Regions from separate parts of the Urocitellus parryii genome. Here region 1 is linked to region 2. Evidence: chromatin contacts called from public Hi-C data. All regions are on one chromosome and are shown on one strand. The core of a region is the stretch at or near the end of the contact, and the rest is flanking DNA. Distances in the headings are between cores, read along the strand shown.

Region 1 (5,757 bases), core at 308-2,807, 160 kb after region 2:
GGCAGGAAGATTACAAGTTCAAGATCAGCTTTAGCAACTTAGCAAGACCCTGTATCAAAATAAAAAATAAATTGGACAAGGGATGTAGCTCAGTGGTAAAGTGCTCCCTGGGTTCAATCCCTAGCACTGAAAAATAATTAGATTCTTGTAATTGTTATCAAACTTTTGCTTTGGATGGAAAGATGGTTTCCTCATGGACTCCTAAGGAGACACCTAACATAGCAATGAATTTGAGAAAAAATATTAAGGTGAACCTGATTTGCCAAAATCGAAAACCCAGTCCACATTCAATTCTGTGAGACTATCCAGTCCACAAACTACAGTCTTGTAACTTGTAAGGTCAGATGACTATCATATTTTAATCATTACTCCTGTCAGACAATTCCCTGAACTTTAACTTATACTCTTTTAAAACCAATATTATTGGAAATGGACTGACCACAGGATCCTTGTGAGGGCTGGAGCTTGAAAATCTTTCAGATACTGTAATATATGGTAGGTAGACCTCTGAAGGGTTGCTATACATTTCACTTGAGTCAGAGGTCTACATCTCTGTTTAAGCAGGATCCAGAGAACTGATAGGCTTCAACATGATTTCTTTGCCAACAATTAATCTACCTATATGTGTACAGAGCTTTGGTTTGTATTTTTATGTCACTGTCTTACTCTTTTCTCACTATAAATAGTCCAGTGAGTAGGTAGGCTGTGAATATCCACAGTTTGCAGGTATGTGAGCAGAAGAGAGGCCATCACCTCCTTGGATCACAGGAGAGCTTCGCTGCACAGCCTGGGGGAAGAAGTTCTTCTAACTCTTCTTCATGCAGGGTTCTTCTTTTCTACTGGAACAGAGGGCCCTTGTGGCTCTGACTTCAGGCTTGGGCTCACAGTATGTTTGCCTGGCTTCTGCCCTGTCCATAGGCAGGATTCTAGGGGCAAGTTCAGTCACCTCCCAGTGTGTTAACACAGCAGGTGAGGCCCGGCTCCCTGTCTTAAAAAGGTTTTGAGGGCTGGCACCCTCTCTATCCGGCCCAGATCTTCCTTACCAGGAAGGCCCAGAAGCGGGCTTGCCTTGGGCACGGTATCTACAGGTTTACCCTACACCGGACGGGAGGGGGTCTTGGAGTCTAAATTTAGTCTTCGTCACCCTCGGCCACCTTAATTTTCCTCTTACAAGATAAAAGTGTTTCATGTTCCCAGTGCCCCCAAGAACTCGTGAGCCCCGGCTCTTCCCGTGTTCCCTCGCCCTCCTTCCTGCTCTCCTTCCCAGCAGCTCCAGTGTGGGGGGGCCCCAGCCCTGCGCCCCTCTTCGCCCTCCCACTCGCCCAGGTCTGCACGCTAGACTCCGGGCTTTGTTGCCCGGGCTTGTTTCTGAGTCGAGAGCGTTGCCGGCTCGGCGCCAGGTCACGTGCGTTGGTGACAACCTCTCGCAGGGCGGCCCCGGGGCTCCCGCGCCGCCGATTGGTGGGGCCGAGCCTGGTGCGGCCCCGGGGCGGGGCGGCCGGGCCCGACGGCGGGCGGAGCGGCCGATCAGCTGTTCCGAGGGCTGCACAACAACAAAAGGACGTGGACGGGCCGGCGGCGGCCAGAGCAGCAACGGGAGGGCTGGAGCCGGCCCCGCGCCCGCGGTCCCGGACCCGAAAGAGGCGCAGCCCGGCTCCGCCGCAGCTACCTCAGCAGCCTCCGCCGCGCGCCCGCCCCGAGCTCGCGGTGCTTCGGTGCCGCGTCCCCGCTGCAGCTCCGGCCCACGTAAGTGCGGGCGGGGCCGGAGTCCCGGGCCGCGGCGGGGTCCGGAGTCCGGAGCCCCGCGGGTCTGGCCGCGCGCCCTGCACTCGGGGGACGCCGGCTCTCGCTCCCCCGCTCGCCGCCGCCGCCCAGCCCTGGCTGCCGCTCAGCCGGCCCCCGCGGCCCGGCGTGCGGACACGGGCCGGACCGAGCCCCGGCGCTGGGCGGCGGTTGGGTGTTCGGTTTCTGCCTCCTCCCCCGAGTGTGGCCTGTTTTTCTGGCCGCGGCAGGACCTCCCCCTCTTTCTCCTCCTCCTCACCCTCTTCCAGTGCTTTTCCTCCATCCCACTTTGTCCTCCGGCGCTCGGCGCTCGGCCCTTGGATGGAGTTGCCCGCTCGGGACTCGGGACGCGGCGTCGGGGCTCCAGAGGAGCGGCCGCTGCCCGGGACGCGTCGCTCCGACACAGCGGCCCAGCGCTTCGCCGCCTCCCCTCCCTAGGCTCCCGGTCCCCTCTGCTTGCCCTCCAGCCAAGGGTCGCCACCGTAGCTCAGCACCGGGAAACTTGCTCCGTTACCCGGGACCCGCCCCCGCCCGAGTGTCCGACTGTCGGTGGCTTCTTCCAGGACCCCACCTGATCTTACACTTCACGGTTTGAGGTTGCACCCGTGGAAGGAGGACTTTTCTTACCCGTCATTTAAATCCTAATCATTTTGATCACTGGTGCTTAGAATGTGCCATATACTAAGCCGAGGGCTTAAATACATAATCCCAGATGGTCTTCACAATGAGCCTATGTAGCGGGCCTGCTTATTTATAGAAAGGAGACCCAAGGCACAAAGAAATTAAGTAATTTAAGGGCCAGGCAGCCCATTAAAAGACAATGATATTTACTCTTTCAAAGTTGCAGACGAATTTGACGTGGGCATTCTAGGTTTTGATTTGTATTTTCTGAGCACATCTGCTCAGTATGTTAATTCCAGTTTTGAGTAGATTAAGGAGGAGCCCCTTTCCATCTGTAGCTCCTGAGGACTTGGGCATCCCTAGCTAAAAGAGTCTTTTCTAAATGCAAAGTAGTTTTGAGAAAAAAAGAGGGAGGGTGTGACCCTCGGGTCATTAAACAGAGGTCATAAAGACCGCCCCCAAGATCCTGAAATCACTTGCTTCGTAATTGAATTATGTTTTTCATTTGTAGGTGGAAAAAGTACTGGGAAGCTTTTGATTTTAGGTTGCAACCATTGTAATTCCGAACCGGCAGCATAATTTTCAAAAGGCCCTTGCCTGAAATCAGGACATAATTTCTGTGACCAAGGTCTCTCTTGTTTTCTCAGGCTACCTTTTGTTCTTTTCTGTCCCCTTGTGTATTTCTTTTAGGCATGGCTCTGCTTTCAAAATTCAAGGTTAGCAGGCTATGAATTACATCCCACTGATGCCTTTGCCCACTGCTCAGCTTTTTTTTTTTTTGAGGAAAGACAGCAGGATCCGTAGGGAAATAGCCTCCAATGTAAACTGGGTGAACAGACTGAGTAGACTTGGAACAAGCAAAGGCCACTTTCTTGTTTTTTTGCTTTTTTTTTTTTTTTGGCAGTTCAAGACTTTTTTAATCAGCATCTTTATTTTTCGAAACTAGTGGTAGAATACTTTTGAGGCTGCTTTTCAATGAAGGTGTGTTTAGCCACCTGATATTTTGAAACTGTAAAGGAGCCACAGCTGCACTCATCAAAGTTATGGTTGTTTTTTGTTTTGTTTTTTAAGTTTTAAAATGTTGCTTTTTTGGTGCCGCCTACTGGCAGCTAAAATCAACTGAAAAGTGCTCTTCTGTGAAATTCATAGAACAGAGTTGTGGTTAGGAGGAGACTGAGAGATCATTTGCAGAGAAAAAGAAAGGGGTTGAAATCAAAGGGATTTCTGCTGTAACGCTGGCTCCACCTGTGACTGGCTCTGTCGCTTCAGAGCAATTAATTTCTGAGCCTCAATTGCCTCATCAGTAAAATGGAACAAGTATCTCAAGTTCCTGTCACATATGATTAGTATTCTACAGATCGTAGCTCTAATTATTAGATAGATACTTTACAGGTAAAGCAGACCCAGAGATGCTCACATGCTCACAAGTGGCTTGGAATGAACTTGTAGTTAATAGTTACAAATGCCTGTTATGTGCCAGGCATTATTCTAAGTGTTACACACCTAATCCTCACATTGGCACTAAGAAGTAGGTAATATAACTATCATCCTTATGTTAAGGATGAGAAAACTGGAGCACCAAGAGGTTACTAAATATCCCGAATTCACATGGGTTGCAGCACAGAGCCAAGATTTCAAAGGGAGCAGGCCAACCTTAGGTACCACATGTTACCTCTTGTGTATTACCTAAAAAAAAATGAGAAGATAAACCAGGAGCAGTGGCACACCCCTATATATAGTCCCAGCAACTCTGGAGGCTGAGGCATAAGGATTACAAGTTCGAAGCCAGCCTCTGCAAAGAGTGAGGCACTAAGCAACTCGGTGAGACCCTGTCTCTAAATAAAATATAAAATAGGGGTCTGGGGTTGTGGCTCAGTGGTAGAGCACTCGCCTAGTATGTGCGAGGCCCTGGGTTTGATCCTCAGCACCATATATAAATTAATAGATAAAATAAAGGTATTGTGTCCAACTAAACTAAAAAATAAATATTTTTTTAAAAAATATAAAATAGGGCTGGGGATGTGACTAGTACCCCTGAGTCCAATCCCCGGTACCCCTCCCCAAAAATGAGAAGATAAGTTATACTCACAAGACCTTCCAAACAAGCAACTGCATTCTAAGTTCTCAAATAGAATGCTGTTATCCATAAGTATTAAACTCAGCTACCCATAGAGCTTTCCTATTCATGTGATAATATGAAGAACATCGATGATAAAATGTTCAGTAACAAAGCAAGATACAAAATTGTGCATTCACTAGGCTACAACTATGATAAAAAGAAACCTTGTAGAAGAAAAAAATTAGAATATACCAACATGCTAACAACAATTGCAACAAGATAATGGAATAATAACTTATTTGCTTTCTCAACTTTCTAATATGGCTTTGCTTATTTTATAATAAAAATATGATTTGTTTTTTAAAGGGAGGGGTGGAGGTATTTTGAGCCAGACAGGACCCTGACAGAGCAGCCTTCGCCAAATGCTTGTGCCAGGATACTTTTTCTCCACTGAGTTCCTGCTGGGCTGAGGCTGCCTCTAGCTTAGAGGTTGCAGGTGTCTCAAAGAAAAGCAGTGTTGCCCCACCCAGCCTTCTTTACACCTACCTCTTTGCTAAATTCCAGAGTTGTAAATGTGTCTTCTAGGACTCATGGTATTCTGGAACTTTCATTTTAGTTTTATCATTATCCTAGAGTTGTAAGTATCAAAGAGTCAGTGGCTGTGTGGGGTAGAGAAAAGTCTAAAGCCCTGCTTTGCTTTTTAGCTCCAAGTAGGACCAGCCGCCACTAAGAGTCTCCACCCCTGTGTGGGAGCCAAGGTCAAGAGGAGCAGTGTCTATGCAGGGACAGTCTCTGGGTCATCCGTGGGAGGAGAGTCCCTTAAGATTTTAAGGAGATTTTCCTGAAACAGCACTGTTCAACAGAAATTATGACAAGAGCCACGTGTGTTTTAAACTTTCTAGTAGCCATGTTGAAAGAGGCAAAAGAAATTAATTTTATCAATATTTAACCTAATGTGTCCAACATTTATTATTTTGACAGGTAATCAAGGTAAAAATCATCAAGGAGCTGTTTTACTTTATTTGGTCCTAAGTTAAATGCACTGCAATGTATACTTTATACACAACATATCAATTCAGATGCAATTGAATTTCATAGGAAATAGTTGGTCTGTATTAAGGTATCTGAAGATTACAGTTGAAAAAGCAGATTCACACCCTAATTGTTCCAGACACACTTGAAAATTTTCCAAAATTTGACTCCATTATCAAGTTTTTAATTTAAGTGGATTTAAATGAAAAATTAAGCACCTCAACTGCACTAGTCACATTTCACGTATTTGTTCACCTTCTGTG
Region 2 (5,584 bases), core at 2,051-4,550:
AGACATAAGGATTTTTAAGAAGCTCTTGAGGTGATTCTGACGCACAGCCAAGGTTGACAACTGAACTAGTTATTTCTAAAGACTGCTAACCTTTTAAAATTTTAAATTCTGTGATTCACTGCTACTGTTTACTTGTTAAAACAATACTATCATGTACCAGTCATTTCCATAAACTCTCACTGAATCTTCAAAACAACCCTGTAGGCAAATATTTCTACGTCCATTTCATAAATGACTCCAGTGAAGCTTAGATAAGTGATCTGTTCAAGAGTCATAAACTAGCTAGCAACAGTGGCAAGCACTCAGTTTGATTTTTCCAGTACACCTATATGAAATTTGCTTTCTATTACACTCAGACCAATTATTTGAATGCCTTCTATTTCTTTCCCAGGACTTCCTCAAATTGTACACACTAGCTTGTGGTTTACAGATTTGCTGGGGAGAAAGTTGTATTGGGTAGAGGCAGGAAATTCGCCCCAAATTCTACAGTCATTACAGAATTACAGAAAACCTTAACCTAGAGATGTTCTGAAACTTAAATTAGCACCATAAAAGTGTATCTATTAAACATTTTATTTATTTTATTTTATTTATTTTCAAATAAGCATGCAAGTAGCAAGCAGTTAATGCACAAACCTGGTTCTCAAAGATAAACTTATCAATAGAAAAGTAATGTTTTTGTTTTCCAATAAGGGGACTTTAATATAATATTCAAAGATAATTCTGAAAAAAACAAAAATTTGCTCTATTAAGCAGTCTATATAAACATGACCTTCAAAGTGTGAGGCATTAACCAAATTTTTATCAAGTGTAAAAAAGTCAATCTCCTTTTAGAATCATGATTATAATCCTTTTATTGATCCATGGCATCTCTCCATTCATCAGTGATTACATTCCAGTCTATTATCTTCTTGGAAATTTCATGAACATTCAAGTTCTGTACCCCAGGCCAAAATTCATTGAGTTACCACAATAATCTGAATCTTCACAACAATAAATTCTCATCAAAAAAAAAACAAGAGAGAGCATACAATCTGCGCATTTAATGGTGTCCAAGGCATCTACTAAGGAAAATACCACCGAGATTTAACAACTATAGCCATGGAAATTAAAATTTAATAAGAAACTCATGAAGCATATTTACAAGAAACAAACATGTGGAGTTATCCATTCAAACCTTTCCTGAGCAGCTGCCACATTCTCAGCTTGCTGAGAATGGGCAGGCAAATCAAACCCAATGTGATGCCTGCTGTCAAGGAGAAGTCCTTACAGATCCATACAATACTGATGGATACTATTGGAGAAGTGAATTGATTTCCTGGGTAGAGAAGGTAGATGGGAGTAAAGTAGAAAGCCTTCAAAAAGTATAGGTTTAAATATCTTTAAGAGGAAAAACTTCAGGACAAGAGCCCTTTTAACAGCTCTCTAGGAAATAAGTATTTGTACTTAAGAACTAAATTCAAATTAGAAACAGCAGTGATAAGAAAAGAGCAAACACCGTGGACAGACAGGAATGAGTTATATATCCTATCACTATAAGAGAATGAAAAGACATTAGTTAAATACCAGCTAAGTTTCTAGATTTGAGAAATTTGTTAAGTTTACTCAATAAATATGTACAATGGCATTAACTTGACAATGAAGCAAAAGAAGATTTTTAAGAACTAAGGAAACTGGGAGTAAAATCAAAGCAGAAAGTACACTTTTACCTATTAAGGAGTAAAAAGAGAAATTCTCCAAGACATGGTTCAGGGTTTATCAATTCATTTAACAGAATTTTAAAGCTGTCTTTATATTTTAAAAAATTTTTATGTTCATTTGCTGGAATAATTCATGCTGAATCTTTACTTTTGATGCCTTAATCAGTACACCAGTTTTGGTTTTTGTCTTTTTTTTTTTTTGAGGCGATTACATGTGCCTTCCAAAAAAGTAACCTAATACCATTCACCTCTCAATGCTGTCATGACCTGAAGAGATTAAAAATAGAAGCCTCTGTTAATACTGAATTAACCTGAGGACCCCATGAGCTACCAGAGTTGAGAAAAAGGTAAATGCTCAAAATAGGAAGGAATGCACCCTCAAAGAACCAATGGGAGTGGAACACTTCAAAATGTCAAGATTATTTATTCTTAAGAGAACAACACATGCCTTTACTGTGTCAAAATCTTTCTTTAATGAGTTTCCTCAGCAAAGCAATAAAACTATAAAGAGGGCATTTATCGATCTAAGATACTTTTTGTGTGCACGAATTACGAAGGACTTAAGTATCTGTAACCTTCACAGTCCTCATTTCCATTGCGCACCCACACAGGTTATTGCTATAATGTTCTAGGAGCACAGAAAGCTGGTCAAGCAACATCAGCAGCGAGCTCTCGGTCTTTAATAACATTTTTTAAAGAAAAATAAATTCGGCCTAAGACCATAAAGCTTTAAAAGACTCCAAATAAAGAGCGTAGTAGCCATCGCTTCTATCCGAACAAATTCTGTGGTGCCATTTTTCACCCAAAACTCCCTACAAAATACGCTGTTCAAGTTACAACGTGCACCGTGATGCCCAGACCCTGAAAACTTTGGGGGGCAGGAAAATGCTGGAGCCCTGAGACTCCACTGGCCACGTCTAGGACCCTAGTCCTGGCGTCCCACAACTTCTCGCCGGACCTCGGGGCCCCTTCCCGCGTCCGCCCGCCGGACCCTCCCGGCGGCCCCCCACGGCGGCGGCGTCCTGCGGGCGGGCGCGGCTCGCCAAGGCGCTGGCGGGTACCGCGGGACGGCGGCGGCGTCCAGCCCGAGGGCCGGCCTCAGCGCGAGGGGAGCGGCCCGGGAGCGCCCCATTTCTTAGACCCCAACATGGCGTCGGCCGCCGTCGCCGCCCGCGACGACACCTCCCGGCGCCACGGACGGCCCTGGGACCGCGGAGGAAGCGCCCGGAAAGTTTCGCTTCTCCACTCCCAGTCCGCCAGAAGCCCGCGGACCACCAACCCCAGCTTCACCTACCCGGCCGAGCACGGGCAACAGCAGTAGCGCGAAGGTCCGACTCCTCGTCTCAGACGCCGGGCGCGGACTCTGCCAGTTCCCAAGCCCGACCTCTCTGGGTGTGTGCGGCCTGCGGACCCGCGCAGCCAGCGCGTTCCGGACGCGGCGGGTAGCCGGCCGGCGCGGCGGCTCGCAGGTGACTCCCCCGCCCCTCCAGTCGAACCCGACTACCGCCGCCTGGGCCGGCCTCTCCCATGCGCGGGCACGGCGCGCCCCCGCCCACACGCCAAGGGCGAACGCGCGGGCACGAGCACACCCAACCCGCTCGCTCCCCGCCCTTTCTTCCCGGTTCCCTTGCCCCGCCTCTCCCGGCTGCGCAACGCGCTCGAGGGGCGGGGCTATTGGCGGAGGCCACGCCCGCCCAGTGAGCCCGGGGCTGCAACCGGAGGGTAGGTGGGTTCCTTGGCGTTATCGCGGTGAGGCGTGAGGAGGAGAGGTTTGGGGCTGTGAGGCGCCTTACCTGACTTTCCTGGCCTGACTATTCAACTGTCTACGAAATTCTCACGGAGATTAGAAGAATGGAAGGAAACCCCGGCTCCGCTACCACCCCTTTACACGCTTCCCCAGGGAATTGAAGAATGAGAAAGAGAGGCTTTGGATTTAGACGCCAAAGCCTTCACTAACAGTTGTTTGCCGGTCTCAGTTAGCTCGAGGAAGCTTCCCGTCAAACGGTCCATTTGCTTGCTCTAAAGCCCCTACTTCCTGAAACGAGGGAAAGCTACCACACATACCCCACATGCTTCGCATAGCCCATTCTTTTTAGTGCATGCATTAGGACTCCCGGTCTTTCCAAAACTTCTCTGACGCCGCGAAAATTCAGCTACCTGCTTCACATACCTAGAAACTGCAATGATAAGACAGTATATAGGGTTAAACGTGCCCCGATTCATTTACTCCACAGCACCTGTTTGCTAAGCGTCTGATGGGTTTCTAGAGAGGCATCAAAGATAGCTAGGATGGACAAGGAATGGGGACAGGGTGGGGGAGATAGGCATATTCTTTAAACAAAAAGTGTGAGTGTGTTGATGAAGTTTGGGTCTGGAACATTTTATATTTCCTATTGATTTATTATGAAAGGATTTTTTTTTTTTTTTTTACTTTTGATTGCTCTGATTTACGCCACCACCAACCAAGCTGCACATAGAAGAGCACTGAGGAGAAAATGAACAGGCTTGGATTCTGCCGTTTTGCCACCCGTTCTTCAGTCTGGAATTCTCCAGGCTTTCTAGTTCCCATCCTTCCCTATTTTAATGTCTGAAATAGTTTTTTTTTTTTTTTTAAATAATAGCTAGGACGAAAAGAGCAAAGATGAAGCTTGCAATAGGGAAAGTTATAGGGTCACGAGCACGCAATCTTTTCATGTGTTGGCTCTAGTTGTCCCTACAGACAGGATCACAAGTGGCCAGGACTTCTGGCTTACCCATTACCCTATCCCATCTTCACTTGGCCTCATCCTCCTCTAAGTGCACAGCAATATCTATCAGTGGAGGTAGGGCTGGACTAAATAATCTCTAAAATCCCTTTTAATTTTGAAATTAAGAATTGCTGTATCTGAATGGTTGTCCAAGATCTAGTCATTAATCACCATTTTTGGTCACTCACCTCTATTAGTAAAAATGTTGCCCCCCCCCAATATACTTATTTAGCTTACAGCAAAATACATAAATACAAAGCAGAATGATTACTCAAAATCTTGCTCTGCCACCAACTACCTATATCCTTGGGCATATCCAACTATTTCCTTAGATTCTTTATTTGCAAAATGAAACTACCTCACAAAGTTATTATGAAGATTAAATGAATTAATATTTGTAAAGCATATTCCTGGAACATGGTAATTGCTAAATGAGTGTGAAATAAAAGAAGTTCTTAAACATACATATAGTGTATATGTACCTACACACCTATTACAATTTACCTAATTGTTGGGTATCTCATTTTTTAAAAATCAGAAATAATGATTTAAACATAGAGAGATTTTTTTCTTTCTGCATTCTTCATATTCTATCTTCTCCCTGAAATGTGTGCTATTTAGAGTTGTGTTGACAAATGTGATAATCACTAATAATGTGTCTTAATAAAATTTAGTTAAATTAAAAATTCAGTCCCTCAGTCACACTGACCAAGTGACAGAGAGTTATAAAATATTCACATCATGGAAAGTTTATTTGTTGGCACAGACCAAGCTGAACAAAGCACTTAAAGGACTGAAAGGCAGTTGGATCAACTCCTGGCCCAGACCTGTAATTGTTGTACCCTGTTCAAATCAAGTGATAAGATCTCTATGTGATCCTCACAGCATATCCATAATATGGATATAAAAATAGGAACTACAGAGCTGGAGATGGAGCCCAGTGACAGAGCACTTGATTAGCATGCAGAAAGTCCTAGGTTTAATCCCCAATGCCACAAAAATATAGGATCTACTGCTGGGAGAGGCATTATTGCACACCTGTAATCTCAGTGGCTGGGGAGACTGAGGCAGGAGGATCATGAGTTCAAAGCCAGCCTCAGCAAAAGCAATGCTCTAAGCAACTCAGTGAGACCCTGT

What was found. Hi-C and Micro-C count contacts between places; a contact is called where the count stands out from the background.
Region 1: a Hi-C map of muscle shows a contact between it and region 2, with 2.4 times the contacts expected there. The contact joins the promoter of Tp53inp1 here to the promoter of Plekhf2 in region 2. A contact is called at or near these places in 2 of 2 Hi-C or Micro-C datasets (liver and muscle).

The regions. Positions count from the first base shown.
Region 1 is chr7:40,456,049-40,461,805 of mUroPar1.hap1, forward strand. Tp53inp1 (tumor protein p53 inducible nuclear protein 1) reads left to right here and starts at 1,558. Exons shown (of 4, transcript XM_026383932.2): 1 at 1,558-1,746.
Region 2 is chr7:40,293,090-40,298,673 of mUroPar1.hap1, forward strand. Plekhf2 (pleckstrin homology and FYVE domain containing 2) reads right to left here and starts at 3,301. Exons shown (of 3, transcript XM_077800549.1): 1 at 2,995-3,301.